Linked DNA regions of Mus musculus: region 1 is linked to region 2. The links are chromatin contacts, called in public Hi-C maps. All regions are on one chromosome and are shown on one strand. The core of a region is the stretch at or near the end of the contact, and the rest is flanking DNA. Distances in the headings are between cores, read along the strand shown. Region 1 overlaps Plcg2 (phospholipase C, gamma 2). Region 2 overlaps Gan (giant axonal neuropathy).

Region 1 (6,769 bases), core at 3,971-6,470, 330 kb before region 2:
AACCTTCCAGAAAAATCTTCCTGTCTCCTTGCTTCTCCCTCTCCTGATCTTCAACCTCCAGCAGTGTCCCCTGGTGATGTCCTCCTATCCTTCACACCTAGAGCATGGCTCTCTCTCCCTGTACCTGACCTTAGGTGGCACTGTTTGCCAGCAAACTGCATCTTCATATAGCCTCAAGACATAGTCAAGGGGAAAGACAGACGGAAGGCTAGACAGCTGCACACACGTGCACACACGTGCTCCCACCTCCTTGCCAAGTCATCATTCATACACCCATGTAGTCTCAGCACCAAAAGGAGCCAGCACCGGGGATTTCAAGATGACGTGACAAACAAGGCTCTGTCCCAGGAGTTCTAGGAGCCTAGAAATATAGAGCATGCCCAGTGTCACCAACACATATAAATCTACACATATGTACAGATATGTACACATATGTACAGGAAAATGAGAGGCCAGTAGGATCCGGTACCTACAGGGGAGAAGCCTGTTCTGAGTGGACATGTGTTTGTCTGGCCCAGGTCTTGAAGATGGGCTCAGGTAGGGAAGAGAGAGCAAAGCCCATGAGCACATCCTGGAGTCCAAAGACCCAGGTTCAAACCCCAGCTCTGCTTTCTACCGTTATGGCCTAGTCGTCACCCCACCGCAGTTCTCATGGATAGAGACCCTATTCCACTGCTCTGTGAACCGAAGGAAACAAACTGCAGCCCCAAGAAGTCTCTGTCAAAGTTACGTCAGCTACCGGGGATGATATTCCGGCCACCTCTTAACAGTCCCTTCTGCTGCTTGTAGTTTATATGACAAGAACAAGGGCCAAGAGCTCAGCCAGAGACCGTGGTGAAAGAAACTAAAGATGCCAGGCTGTTTGACATGCAACTGCATGTGACCAGAGACCAACCTAGCCCACAGCAGCCTGAGTAGCCTAGAGACTTGGAAGCATCCAGAAGACCTAGGCTTGAAGCCCCACTCTTTCCTGGCTGGGGGACCCAGGGTGGGTCACTCTCTTCTGGTTTAGCTGCCATTGTTCCATGGATATAAAATGCAGAGCCAGGTCTGGCCTTCTGAACAAAGCCTAAGATATTAAAATTTGCTTGGGAGCTGGGCATATAGATCAGTGGGTAAAATGTTTGTCATGCAGGCATGAGGGCCCAAGTTCAATCCCACAGAGTGCACATTTAAAAAAAAAATCTTAGTATGGTGATGCATGTAATCCCAGCACTGAGGAGGTGGAGACAGAAGAATCCATGAGGCTCAATGGGCACTCAAGGTTGTTCTCTGACCGCCACGGGCAAGAGTACATATGTGTGAATGCATGAGTGTACACACTCATGCACACACACACACCTTAGCACTAAGGATGGGGGGGAAAGACTGCTCTTACTGTCTTGGTGAGAAAGTGACCCCGCAGTTCTAGAGACTGTACTAAGAGCCAACAGAAGAGAGCGTTCATGCCTCCTGCTTCCACGGAAAGAGAGTATGCTGGCAACCATGAGCACACAGTGGTAGCTGTTTGCTGAAATGTTTTGTGTTCCTGCAGAGATGTTAGTCCCTGGGTGGGTTTGAGGTCGCCAAAGCCCCAACCATCCCACCTTCTGCCCCAGACACTCCCTGTCAAGGGAGAGGCAGGGATACTTTCTGATAATGAACCTGGAACGGTCAGGTCAGCTTCAGCTCAGCCTCCTAGTCCTTTTCTGGTTCTATTAACCCCGAAGCAGCCACCTGCCCTGCTTGGCTCCCTGCCACTGAGGGAGGAACTGGCTACAGGCCACCTGTGAGCACCCAAGAGTGCTGGAGACAGGGTGAGCAAGCCACCAAAGTACAAGGCCATAGTTCCAAACCCTCTCTCCAGGCAGCTCACCAAGCCCACGCGCCCAGGATCTGGACACACTGTGGTAGGTATCTTCTGAGCTGAGGATGTAGTTTGGCTGTCAGGATGCCTGCCTAGCATGCACCAGGCCCTGTGCTCAGTACCAGCTCACCATAAACTGGGCATAATGATGTCCATCTGGAATCTCGGCATTGGGAGGTCTAGGCGGGAAAATCAGAAGTTCCAGGTCATCCTTGGCTACATCCATGGTAAGTTTGAGGCCAGCCTGGGCTACGTGATACTCTGTCCCTCCTTGCCCTCCCCCCATTTTTTTTTCAGCTCAATTGTTTGCAAGTTTAGGGAGGAAGATGAGCTTTAGTCTCTGGCCACAAAAAAAAACCCCAGCATGTAATCCTTTCAAGTTCAATGCTACAGTGGCCCTTATATTTGGCCCTTTCTCCTCCTGCTGGAAACTAAGTTAGAATAATCCCCTTTTGCTGTGTCTCCCTGTAATGTATCTTAATACACACACACACACACAAATACATATCTTATACCTCTAAGTTGTGAAATCAGTCATCCTTCCTATGTAAGATTCTAGAGAGGGTGGCCATTTAAAATGAGCACTAGGTGTCACACTGAACGTATAGTGTATGTCTAGAAATCACACAGTCAGGGACTGGGAGGTGGCACCATTGGCGAAGTGGTTGCTGTGCAATCAGGTGGACCTGAGTACAATCCCTAGACTCCACGTAACAATGTCTGCTACAGTGGCATATGCTTGTACGCAGCACAGGGGAGGCAGAGACAGGCAGATCCCCGGGGCTCACTGGCCAGACAGCCTCATTTGGTCAGTCCTGGACCAGTGGGAGCCCTTGTCTCAAGAAGAAAACAAGGGACCTGGGACCTAAGGAATAATGGGATAATAACCTGAGCTTTTCTCCTCTCTCTCTCTCTCTCTCAATCCCTCTCTCTCTTCCTCCCCCGACCCGATCCCCTTTCTCTGGCACTCACACCCACTGATACAAATAAGTGTTAGTACAATGCAGAAAGGATTTGCTACCTTATATAAAGAGCACTTAATATTTAATGTGCTTTGCTACCGTTTATCATAACCATCACATTAAGCCCTCAGTACACAAAATCTATTTCTCGATTCCAGCCCCTGAAGGACCGGCCAGTTTCTTTGTCTTGGTCTGGGCATTGTTTTCTTTGTTGTGTTTGGCTTCAGCACCTCGGCTTGAACACTCTTTCTCCAACTGCAATAGAGCTTTGTGATAAGCAATGGCTGCACGCTGTTGATACTATGTAGCTAATATTTTCCTCAAGTTGCCTTTTTTTTTTTTTAACTGTAGCAAATCAATTCTGAGGATGTTTTCGCAACTCTGACAGAGAGAAAACAAGAGCCATTCAGCAAGCAGCAGAAGAACGATCAAATAGTCATGGCTTCGGTGGAAATGAGACCAGATTGTTAAATTCTACCCAGAAGCAACTGTCTGTCAGCTTGCTACTGAGTTTTAAAGCGTAGGAAGAAACGAACTGCCCAGAGGATGAAGCCAAAGTCGCTGTGTAAGGAATGGAAATAGAGGTCAGAGCAAGGTCTGGGTTAGGGGAGGCAGTCACAGGGATGCAGGGGATAACTCTCCATTTATGCTACCCTCATATCAGCAAGGGCCTTTCAAAAGACTAGCATTTCAGAAGGTGACAGCAGTATGTATGGCTAAGGACAAAAAGTACCTTATTTCGACACACTATCCAGTACCTCCCTGGGCATACAAACTTCTACATGTGCAGCGAAACTGAACAGTCGCCAGGACCTGATTTCCATTCCCAGAAACCATGTAAAAGCCAGGCACAGGGCTATATATCATTACCCTGGCACCCGGCAGGAGAGACAGGTAGGTCCTGCCAGCCAGCCCAGCCAGGTCAGCAAGCACCAGATCCAGTAGGAGACCCAGTCTCAAAAACTAAGGTACAGGGACTGGAGATGTGGCTAAGAGGTTAAAAGCTCGTTGCTCTTGCAGAGGACCCACGGGGTGCTTCACAACTATCTGTGACTTTAGGGCTATTCCAGGGGAATCTGATGCTGACTTCTGGCCTCCAAAGGTATTGCATACACACGGTGCCCTTTAAATGCATATAGACAAAATACCCACATACATGCATCATGATAAATACTTAAAAGAAAATAATTAATATAATGATAAATCTTTAAAAGAAAGTAAGTTGGAAGCCGGGCGTGGTGGCACACGCCTTTAATCCCAGCACTTGGGAGGCAGAGGCAGGCGGATTTCTGAGTTCAAGGCCAGCCTGGTCTACAAAATGAGTTCCAGGACAGCCAGGGCTATACAGGGAAACCCTGTCTCAAAAAAAAAAGTTGGAGAGTGATACAGAAAGACACTTGATTTTGACCTCTGGCCTACACATGCACGCATGCACGCACAGAAGTCAAATGAGTCCTCCTCCCTCCACTGGCGATGTCTCTGTTCCTAAAGCTGACTCCGCCCTCCACCCTTTCAAGACCACACTATTTCCAGACAGGCCAGAAATAGATGGTGCTCTTGCGGCCTCCTGATAAGCAGGGTACTGGAACCCAGAGGAAGTGCCTGCAGGAGGCCCAGAGTTGGCCTGGCACTGGGTGTTCTTTGGTGAAGACCACCGCTTCTGAAATCAGCTGGGAATCCAGTTGTGATCAGCACCAAGGAAGGCTGGGCATGCAGAGCTATCATGGAAGTGGGAAGTTGGGGTCCCAATCTCAAAGGCAGCCCCTCCACACACCTCAGCCAACCAGTGGTCCTACGCAAGCATATGCATGCGTGTGCAGTTTACAGGACATGGCTTTTCTGTGCACTGTGTTCTTTATGGAAAGGAAAGGTTCCTAGACCACTGACTCCTGGCTCTTTTACCGCTGTGCAGAGAGCTTTCTATAGCTTTGCCTCCCCTGGAAAGCACCACACCTTATCCTCCTTCCCAGGACCTCCTGGTACCAGAAAAATACCAAACGGGATAAAGGGGAAGGAGCCCTCATTAAGTCAGCTCTGGCACACACAGGACCACACAGTAGGGTTTCAGTCACTTGTGTCCATCTATAAGGCTACAGTATCGTCATTGCAGCACACGTGGGGAAACTAAGGCAGCGAGTTACTGACTCGCCCTAAGCCATACCAGTCAAGCCAGGATTTGAACCTGAGTGATCTAACTCCAAATTATGTCACTGGGTTTGTTTGTTTGTTTGTTTGTTTGTTTGTTTGTTTTTTCAATGCTAGGAATTGAACTCAGGGTTTCACATAGGCTAGGTAAGTACTCTACCCCTGAGCCATATCCCCAGCCCCAAAGTCAGGGTTCTTTGTTAACTGCTAGCCAGAAAAAGAGGAAGTTAGAAGAAGCCAAGACCCAAAAGTCCTCTCCCCTGAAGCTGGTCACTACTGCTCACATCCAGAGTGTCTTGGCTCCAGAAGTTGAAACAGGCCTGTGGTATACAGACAGACAGACAGACAGACAGACAGACAGACAGACACACACACACACACACACACACACACCACATGGGACAATGAACATTCATAGGCTGTGTGCACACATGCACACAGGGGACATGGTTCCTTGGAATAGAGTTGGCTCTAGGATCTGGGGACCCAGAATCCAGGCCCACCTCCCTCACTCTGTAACTTCAATGCAGTTGTACTGTCTCTCTGAATCTCAGACCCACATCATGTGGACAGTGAGAGCCACCTCAGCAACTGAAAGTCAGACCCCAGGGTGTGAAAACCTGAATAACAGGGGTTCAGAGTAAAGATGGCTCCAGCCTTGGCCTTTGTCACCTGGAGACGACATGCTGGAGACGACGTATGAATGGATAATACTAGCGGTTGCATTGCATTCTGCTCCCCACCCCCCCAAAAATACGTGTAAGTCCCAATCGCCAGGACCAACCAAATGCAATCTTCTTTAGAAATAGGGTCCTTGAGGATAGAGCCAATTTAAGATGGGGCCAAGCTGGAGTAGACTGAAGAAGAGCCAGAGCCCAGAGCATCTTTGTAAGAAGAGAGAAGACAGATGTCATCACATCTGGACACGTACCTGGAATCTCAGCACTCAGAGGGCTGAGCAGGAGGGCAACATTTCCAGGACAGCCTGGGCTACATAGGCGTTCCAAACCAGCCTAGGATACATTGTAAGACATGGCAAGAGACAGCATCTCTAAGAAGCAAGCACTGAAGTGTAGTTCGGGAGCAGGATGCTTTCCCAATATATGCCAAGCCCTGGATTCAATCCCCAGTATTAAAGGAAAGAAAAAGAGGGAAATTTGGGCAAAGGCCCACACAGAGGGAAGAGGACCATCTACTGACAGAAGCAGAGATGTGAGGGAATCTAACACACCAAGTGCAACCCGAGGTGAGCAGGAGGTAAGAGCAGAGCTTCCCCAGGCCTTCAGGGGACCACAGGCCTGCCAGCACCTCCAGGTCAGCTGCCTTCCCTCCAGCATAAGAGAATGACAGTTCCAGAGGACGCGCTGGATACCTTTACTATTGATAGCTGTTACTCCGTTACCTGGGGCCGCTCTGGCTCTCAGCAACCCTATGACAAAGTCATGACACTCATTTGCAGATGTGAAAACTCAGCCTCAGAGCAGATGAGAAGTTGATCCAAGGTCACCCAGGTCACCCAGTCCAAGATACAGCCAACACCCAGAATGAGGAGGAGGTGGTGGCTCCGTGAAGCCGGGCTTCCTCTACCCTGTTCTGCTGAGAAGGGCAGCATCCTGCAGACCAGCGGGAGCAAGGCAACTTTCTCTCTGTGCCTACAGGGTCAAATATCTCAGCTCTGGAGAGCAGAATGATACAAAGATGCACAAGAGTCGTCCAAGCCCCAAGCAAAGACTTCCTCCTTGCTATCGAACTTAAATCAGAGTCAGCTACTAACCAATGCAACCAACACACGCCTCAGGTCATCATCAGGGAGGCC
Region 2 (7,296 bases), core at 294-2,793:
GGTGTGTGTCCAGAAGGGAAAGGACTTTCTCAGCACAAACAGATGTTGGATGCTTTTTAAGGAGGTGGCAGACACTGGGCCAGGCAATGACAGGAGCCAGGAATGCGCAGTTCCCAACCAGTACCCTACTGGCTCAGCGTCTCACAGCACTGTCTGCATGGACAGTAGACATGACCAAAGAAATAACTGTGCCATTGCTACTGATGGGTAACACAGCGGCCCAGGACCCAGTCACCCTTTCTTTAGAGCCCACAGAGGCCAAAACCCACACTGCCCTTCCTCCAGAGACAAACTGAACTGAGCCCTGAGACCAGAAGACAGATCAGAAGTCTGCAGCCCTGGGTTCTTCAACTCCAGAGCCCATGCTCCTGGCCACGGGACCTGTTCCTAGAACAACTGACAGCATGGGTCAGGGGCCAAAGCAGGAAGGGGAGATATGTTCTCTTGGGCGCTCCTATTGTGAGCTCAGCTGGGCTCAGATGCTGCCATATACGGCCACCTAAGGAAAAGCTTTGCCATTTTCTAGTCTCTGGGCCAACTGTGAAAGGCATCACCACACAAATTTACTGTCTACTGCATGACGTTCTCTAGTTAGTCTAAGCATGAGGCCTGTGAGGGAATCACAGGGCTGAGGAGAGGGTCCGGCTCTGAGGAGATCACAGGGTTCTTCTAACTACTATTGACTACCCAAGCCTTCCATTTAAGTAGGCCAGGTCCAACTGTGGCCACTTCCATGAGAGCTAACTCCCGGGAGAGGGTCTCCAATGGCAGAGGTCTCTCAGCAACTTTACCCTGACTTGGGGACCAGGGGAGACCAGAGGCAGGGGCACTGAGGCTCTGTTACTGGTGGTGTGGAGAACCGATATGCAGGGATTAAGTGAAGGAGAGTCCCCTGTGTGAGAGACAAGTCACACCAGTCATGATTTTAAGCAGAACATGATTCAAGGTCTCAGGGTCAACCTCGGCCTTGAACCTGGAACACATCTGCTTCATTCTGACATCTGGTCTACCAGGACTGAAGGGGAGAGAGCGGAGGGAGGAGCCAGTAAAAGGAAAAACTCCCAAGAAACAACAGCACCTCTGGAGAACCTTAACAGCAGGCAGCCTCAGGCGCCTAAGTTGCCAACTGTGTCAGATCAGACACGCGCTCTCGTCTCTGATCCTGACAAGGACAGAAACTAAGCCCTCTATTCTGTGTGCATATGCCGCTTTTCTGCTACAGGAAAACACAGCCTTTTAAATGTCTCAAGTTCAAGTTGAGTTTCAAGTAATCACCTTGCAGTAGCCCCAGAAGAATTACCGCTCCTCCAGGTTTAAAGTGCCTAGTATAAAAAAAAGTGTGTGTGTGGGGGGGAGGATGGGAAACACGCCCTGAGGACCCAACGCCTCAGGCTGCTCACTACTTGCTTCCAGGCTTTTGTTACAGGACAGAACACTGAATTCTTTTCATCTGTCAGGGAACCAAGTCCAACGCTACATCAATACATCGTGAGGTAACTGACAGCAGACACTAAGAACGGGAATGAATGTAAGCACTACCTATCCAGTTAACCAAGAAACGCCATAAAGCAGGCAACAGAGACTTCTCTGGTGCTGCCAGAAGACATTCAAAGAAATTCAGCACCAGCGTCTAAGGTGTATCTTCTCCGTGTCTGGGGAGGAAGAATGACGGAAGAGAACCCCTAAATCTATTGTCAGGGCTAAAATGCTTAAAAGTCAAAGAAGGGACAGGATTCGCTAGGCAGAAGGCAGAGCTACTTATAGCTGCAAAAACGGTAGCCAAGCCTACAGTTCAGCTCGCCACGGCTTTACAGGCGGCAGGGGTGAGTCATCTTCCTGAGTGGCGGTTCCTCTCTCTCCGGGCCAATGGGCTCGCTCTCATGTCTACCCCATAACCGTATGTGTATAGCCAGTGGAGCTGTAAGAAGTCTTTGGGGACTATTCAAAAGGCAGAAAGACACCTCAGCCTGCCAAGGCAGTTTTCCCCCACCTCTGACTTCATGGGGCAAATTCAATGAAGTGTTAGCTTTAGTCTTTATTCACAACCCCCACCTTGCTTCTAGAAGACACTCAGTAAAGCCTAAGACTTCCAACAGCTAACTGACAGGGAGAAGCGAAGGTTGTTCAGTTTTTTCAGCTGGAAAGCTCGGTTCTGGAAGCTGGACCCATACTACCAGTGATGTATACTTTTTAAAAATAAAAACACCTGTGTGCCAAGAAAAAAAAAGTCAAGTTCCCACTGAATCAGTAGACTACCCTTGGGAAGCCAAGGTCTGGCTTCTGCGTTTGGCTGCCGCTCACATCTGAAAGCCCCTTGTAGGAGGAGGAGAGCATCCGGACCCACCTCAGACATGAAACGATCAAAGCAGAAAGTTCTGGAAAAGATTCTAAGCTCACATAAGATGCAGTAAAGCAACCTAACGCTAACATGATGAGCATTATGAGGTGTGTGCATGGGGCTTCAACTGTCCCACGGAAGCATTTGGAGACATGGCATGTGCTTGGTCCACGAGGCACTTGGCATTTTTGAATCTGTCCTAGTTTTCCTGCTCCGTAGGCCGGCCCATTGATACACACAGCTTTTCATTTAAAATCCAGCCAAATGGACGAGAACACTCTCTGCCTAGTGCAAAGCACCACAATGAAGGCTGGGCTGCTGTGACTCAGTGCCTGCTTGCAAACCCAGATCAACTCACACAGACAGGGTCCTCACTCAAACTCCAGTGACTTCATAAACCAGGCAGGGAGGGCTGGGTCCCACCTGCTTCCATGTGAGGTTCCCAGAAACACAAGCGCAACCCTTGGGAGTTGCTCAGTATTTGCTGCGTGATACAGGGCAGGCAACTGTCATGCTTCCTCGGTCACGGGCTTCCTCTGTGCCCTCAGCTAAAGGGGATTCATTGTCACAAAGAAGCTCTGCTTCTTCCTTCTGTGGGTACTTCCCAGGCAGTTCTGGGCCTCTAGGTGCACACGGTGAAAGCCACCTCCCTCCTTCCCAGAGCATCCAATGTCTTTTCTGGCCACAGGAGAGCTGTGCAATCAGGAAAGCCAGCCTTGTAGAAGACAGCACTGCAGGGCTGGTCACACTCCGCGAAGAACTTCAGGACCCCTGATGCAGTATACTGGGTAGGAGATGCTAAGCGGAGCCCTCAAGAGATGCTAGCTGTTTCCCCAGGCATCTGACTGGTAGCCTTTCAGACCTTGAGGCACCACAGCAAGGATAGCTCTGCTTTCACCCCCTCCTGTTTAGGGGTGGCCTCTTCCCACTTACAAAGAATAAAATGACACCGTCGAGCCCTGGACATCAGAGTACCTCAGCAGCAGTGCTCAGAGCGACATAACAGAACACTTGCTGCAGCACAAACAAGGCTCGGATACCACCCCCAGTTCTTTTGGTGGCCGATCATGTAAAAAGTCCAACTGGAGTAGAACCAAGACTCCTCTGAGCAGTCACGCTCAGCCCTAGACCAGCCCTTTCCAGAACGAACCACTAGTTGGTAAATACATTTTTCAAATCCTACTAAGGAAGAGAGATGCAACCTAGCAAAACTGGCTACTGTCTAAAACAGTTCCACATTCACACGCCACATGTGTTTGACACAGCCGTGTAACTGAAAGTCGACGGATTCAGGGCTTATTTGAAGCACCAGGAAACAGTAGAGCATGTAGCTTGTGACTACAATTCAAAAGTAAACATACAGACAGACTTCCAAGTCACGTGGCACAGCATGCGCGCGCACATTCACTCGCCCTGCACACTTCTTCTCACAGGACACAAGCACTCTTGAGATTTAAACAAACAAACAAACAAACAAACAAACTTCATTTCAAATTAAGCACTTAAATCTTTGAAAAATCATCTATGTTTGATATGTTAGAAAAACAAGCAAGCAGCCGGGCGTGGTGGCGCACGCCTTTAATCCCAGCACTTGGGAGGCAGAGGCAGGCAGATTTCTGAGTTCAAGGCCAGCCTGGTCTACAAAGTGAGTACCAGGACAGCCAGGGCTACACAGAGAAACCCTGTCTCAAAAAACCAAAAACCAAACCAAACCAAACCAAAACAAAACAAAACAAAAAAAAAAAAAACCAGAAAAAAGAAAAACAAGCAAGCAAGCAAACAAGCAACAAGCCTACTTTAGACCCTAGCTTAGGAGAGCGCCTTGATTTGCCTACTGTAGTTTGAGAGACGACCTTCCAGTAAAAAGAAATTGCACTTCCCCCAAAGATGTCTTGTTTCAAATTTTAAGATCTAGCCTCAGTTGCCAAATGCAACAGCATGCATCCGGTCAAAGTGCCTTACAGAGGAGGGAAGGACCACTCAGACGCCGAGACACAAGTGGGGTGGTAAAACAAGCCTGCACGGAAGGAGCGCCAAGCTATTTCACAATGCTGAAAGAGGACTTATAAAGAGGTATGACTGACTTTGAAACATCAAAATAAAATTAAATACAGCCCTACTCTTCAACAAGAGTTTTGCACACACACACACACACACACACACACACACACAAAATAATAGTTTGGCACTTAGCAGCTTTTGTTGATATTGCATCCCATATTAAGTTGCTGATTTATTTTATAAAATATTAATTTCTGCAGCTACTGTGTCAATAAACTGAACTGAAAACCTGTTTTGTTTTTTTGTTTGTGGGTTTTGTTTGTTTGTTTGTTTGTTTTTAAAAGTGAACTGACCAAGTCACCAGGCACTGGTGACACTGCCATCACCTGTCGCTGTAAACACGGAACTGTCGTCTCCTTGGGGCCTGAAGCAGACTGAGAGCCTTTTACATTTCAGGAGTTAAAAACAAACAAACAAACAAACAAACAAACATCAACCCAAACAGAGCCCTTGCTATGGCTGTCCTGGCTCTCATCAGCATCTCTCTGTCCCGGTCATGGCTCTGTCCTGGGCGGACATCTCACCACAGTCAACTCACCCCTTTTGGCAATTGCCCTCCTCTGAAGCCATCTCAGCAGCAGCACAAAGTGCTTCTCTGCAGCAGCTTCTTTGATGGAAAGCTTCCCAATGGGGAAACTTGCCAACAATGTGGCTGAAACCCATCACAACCCAAGCCTGGTGTGGACTGATACCGAGTTCCCTGGGTGGCATGAACGTGTGGCACACCTGGCCTACAGCAAGGGATAAAACCTTAGACCTTCTTTTGCCAAGTTGCTTCTGGCCATAGCAGTTAGGAAGCAGGTCCCAGCCCTTTTACACCCCCTACCCACCCCCCACCCCCTTTTTAGCAATGTCTTAGTGTTGACTCCCAGCAGGTATAAGGAAATCCTGCAGAGAGGCCACCCTTTTAGGAAAATAGGATTGCTGTCTTACACGCACTTTAATTGCATATAAACATCTCACGCAGGGAGGAAGTTTAGAGAAGAGATTCCTGTTCTCCAACATGACCAGAGGATGCATGTACACAGTTAGCAGTCACTACGATACAATGTTGCCTCTTACACTCATCTCTAAGAGAAAGAAATCTAAAGAAAACAGAAATGAGGAAATCTCTATCAAGCCGACTAGAAACTTGATATTGCACACTATGATATAACCGAGTGTGCCAAGCTCCTCATTTCACACCAAGGGGCCATAATCTAAATGGAAAACAAAATATCTTACGAAATAAATCCCACTAACTAAGGAATTCTTTTTACTAAGGGGAAGTGGAGCAGAGGGTGAAGGTGGGGGTGAGAGATGGGGAATGGGGGGTGGGTACTAATGGGAACAGAATACAATTAAGTTGAGGTAGTTTATTCTACCAGTCAAACGTTACCTGGAGCAAAGTTCATCTATACTCCTATGCTGTGGGAGCGGCCTGTTCCAAAGACCCAATTCCACACACACCTGCATTCAAAGACAAGCTTGCAGCTCTACGCAGCAGTAAACAGGACCGAGCGTGCTTCAAGACAGATCAGATGCAGACCTTTTGATCCCTAGACAGTTGTGTTTTTAGTTTTTGTTTTTGTTTTTAAATATATGTCTTACTGTTTTTAGTCGCAGTGGAACTCTCCTTTGCCCGACTCTGTCTAAAGTCTCCTTTGCACTCGCAGCCTGGAGCTTAGAAAACAGCTCTGCTTCTCAGGTGGGAAGGAGGAATTACGGTATGCCTCCCTCGGATCTCACAGCACCACCCCAGAGCTCTCTCGGCCTGGCGCAGGATCTTTCCCGGTGAACAATTCCTTTAAGCTCACACACAGGCTTCGGACCTGAGCTCCTCGGGTGACTGAACCTTCACTAAGGTAGACTGTTGCCAGAGAGGAGTTTTATCTTAGTTTCAGTTCATCAGAATATAGTTTTTAAGAGTCTTAAGACAGAGCACTAGTAATAAGTGGGAACTAACTGCGCAAACCTCAATTACTCGGTGGGGCCAGGCATTCTACCCCTCCGCACGCAGTACAAGGACAACCTCGTACGCCGGCTATGTTGGCTTGCATATATGGATTCTGTTGTTTGTTGACCACAGCCACACACACTGGAACTCCGCAGTCAGTCAGGTAAGAGTTCCCTTCTGGGAAAATGCACCTTAGGGTTTTAACTTTGATATTTCACATGACACCAACCCCCACACCCTCCTCCTAGGACATTCACTAGCCTTGGTTACGGACGCATCAGGCTGGAGGAACCGACTCCGTGCAGGTAGTTTTTCAACAGTACACGGTCTCCAGACCAGGGCAGAAGCCTGAGCTCCTAAGCATTAAAAAAACCACCAGAGAGTAACCACACTCAAGCCCAGCGCACAGCGAGATGGGGCTGCTTCACTGCACTTGCCGCCGCCAGCCACGGGATGCGCTTGGGGCAGGATCTCACTTTTGGCTCCTCTTCCTCTTCAAGGGGAATGGACCCGGATGCGGAACAAGCCTTGTTGCAGCTGCAGGCGGAAGAGCTTGCAGTTGGCTATGCGCAGGGCTGCACAGCCTGTGCGCCGAAGGTCAGATGGCAGGAGTGGCTTTGTGTGGTGCCAGGTGCCCGTGCTTCTCTTAAACTCCCGCACGTAGTCGTAGTTGGTACCTAAACCACAGAGGGAGCAGAGCTGAGCGGACGGATGCCCCTAAGCCACAGCAAGCGGCTCTGGGGAGAGCATCACAGCTTTCTCACCTGTGTCCAGGTCTCCGATAACATAAATACTGGCTCCTATGGGGACCGCTCCGTAGACAAAGGAGGAGCTGGCAGGGATGCATAGGTTCTGATCGTTAAGGTAGATCCACCTGGAAGCAAGGCCAACAGATATAACTCAGGCAATCAGAAGTACAGCTGACACGATTAGGAAGACAAACGGACAACGCCGCAGCTCA

Evidence for each region. Hi-C and Micro-C count contacts between places; a contact is called where the count stands out from the background.
Region 1: a contact with region 2 is called in a Hi-C map of B cells, with 2.9 times the contacts expected there. The contact joins two enhancer-like sites. A contact is called at or near these places in 2 of 15 datasets of contacts at CTCF or cohesin (large pre-B cells and pro-B cells), 16 of 484 Hi-C or Micro-C datasets (B cells, the CH12 cell line, DN2 thymocytes and 11 more) and 6 of 115 datasets of contacts at active chromatin or transcription factors (DN3 thymocytes, the HPC-7 cell line, bone marrow-derived dendritic cells and 3 more).

What each region holds. Positions count from the first base shown.
Region 1 is chr8:117,541,557-117,548,325 of GRCm38.p6, reverse strand. The region is part of intron 2 of Plcg2 (phospholipase C, gamma 2); the gene reads right to left. Among named protein-coding and RNA genes, the nearest start is that of Plcg2, 47 kb to the right of the region's middle. Within about 2 kb of position 5,220, at least 51 of the 459 cell types and tissues checked have an H3K27ac peak or open chromatin away from gene starts, as enhancers often do. A contact at or near this core is called in B cells, the CH12 cell line, DN2 thymocytes and 4 more, where this site is marked.
Region 2 is chr8:117,203,863-117,211,158 of GRCm38.p6, reverse strand. It overlaps Gan (giant axonal neuropathy), which reads right to left. Exons shown (of 11, transcript NM_001081151.2): 10 at 7,100-7,209; 11 at 5,325-7,012. The coding sequence ends at 6,831. Among named protein-coding and RNA genes, the nearest start is that of Cmip, 50 kb to the left of the region's middle. Within about 2 kb of position 1,543, at least 59 of the 459 cell types and tissues checked have an H3K27ac peak or open chromatin away from gene starts, as enhancers often do. A contact at or near this core is called in B cells, the CH12 cell line, DN2 thymocytes and 4 more, where this site is marked.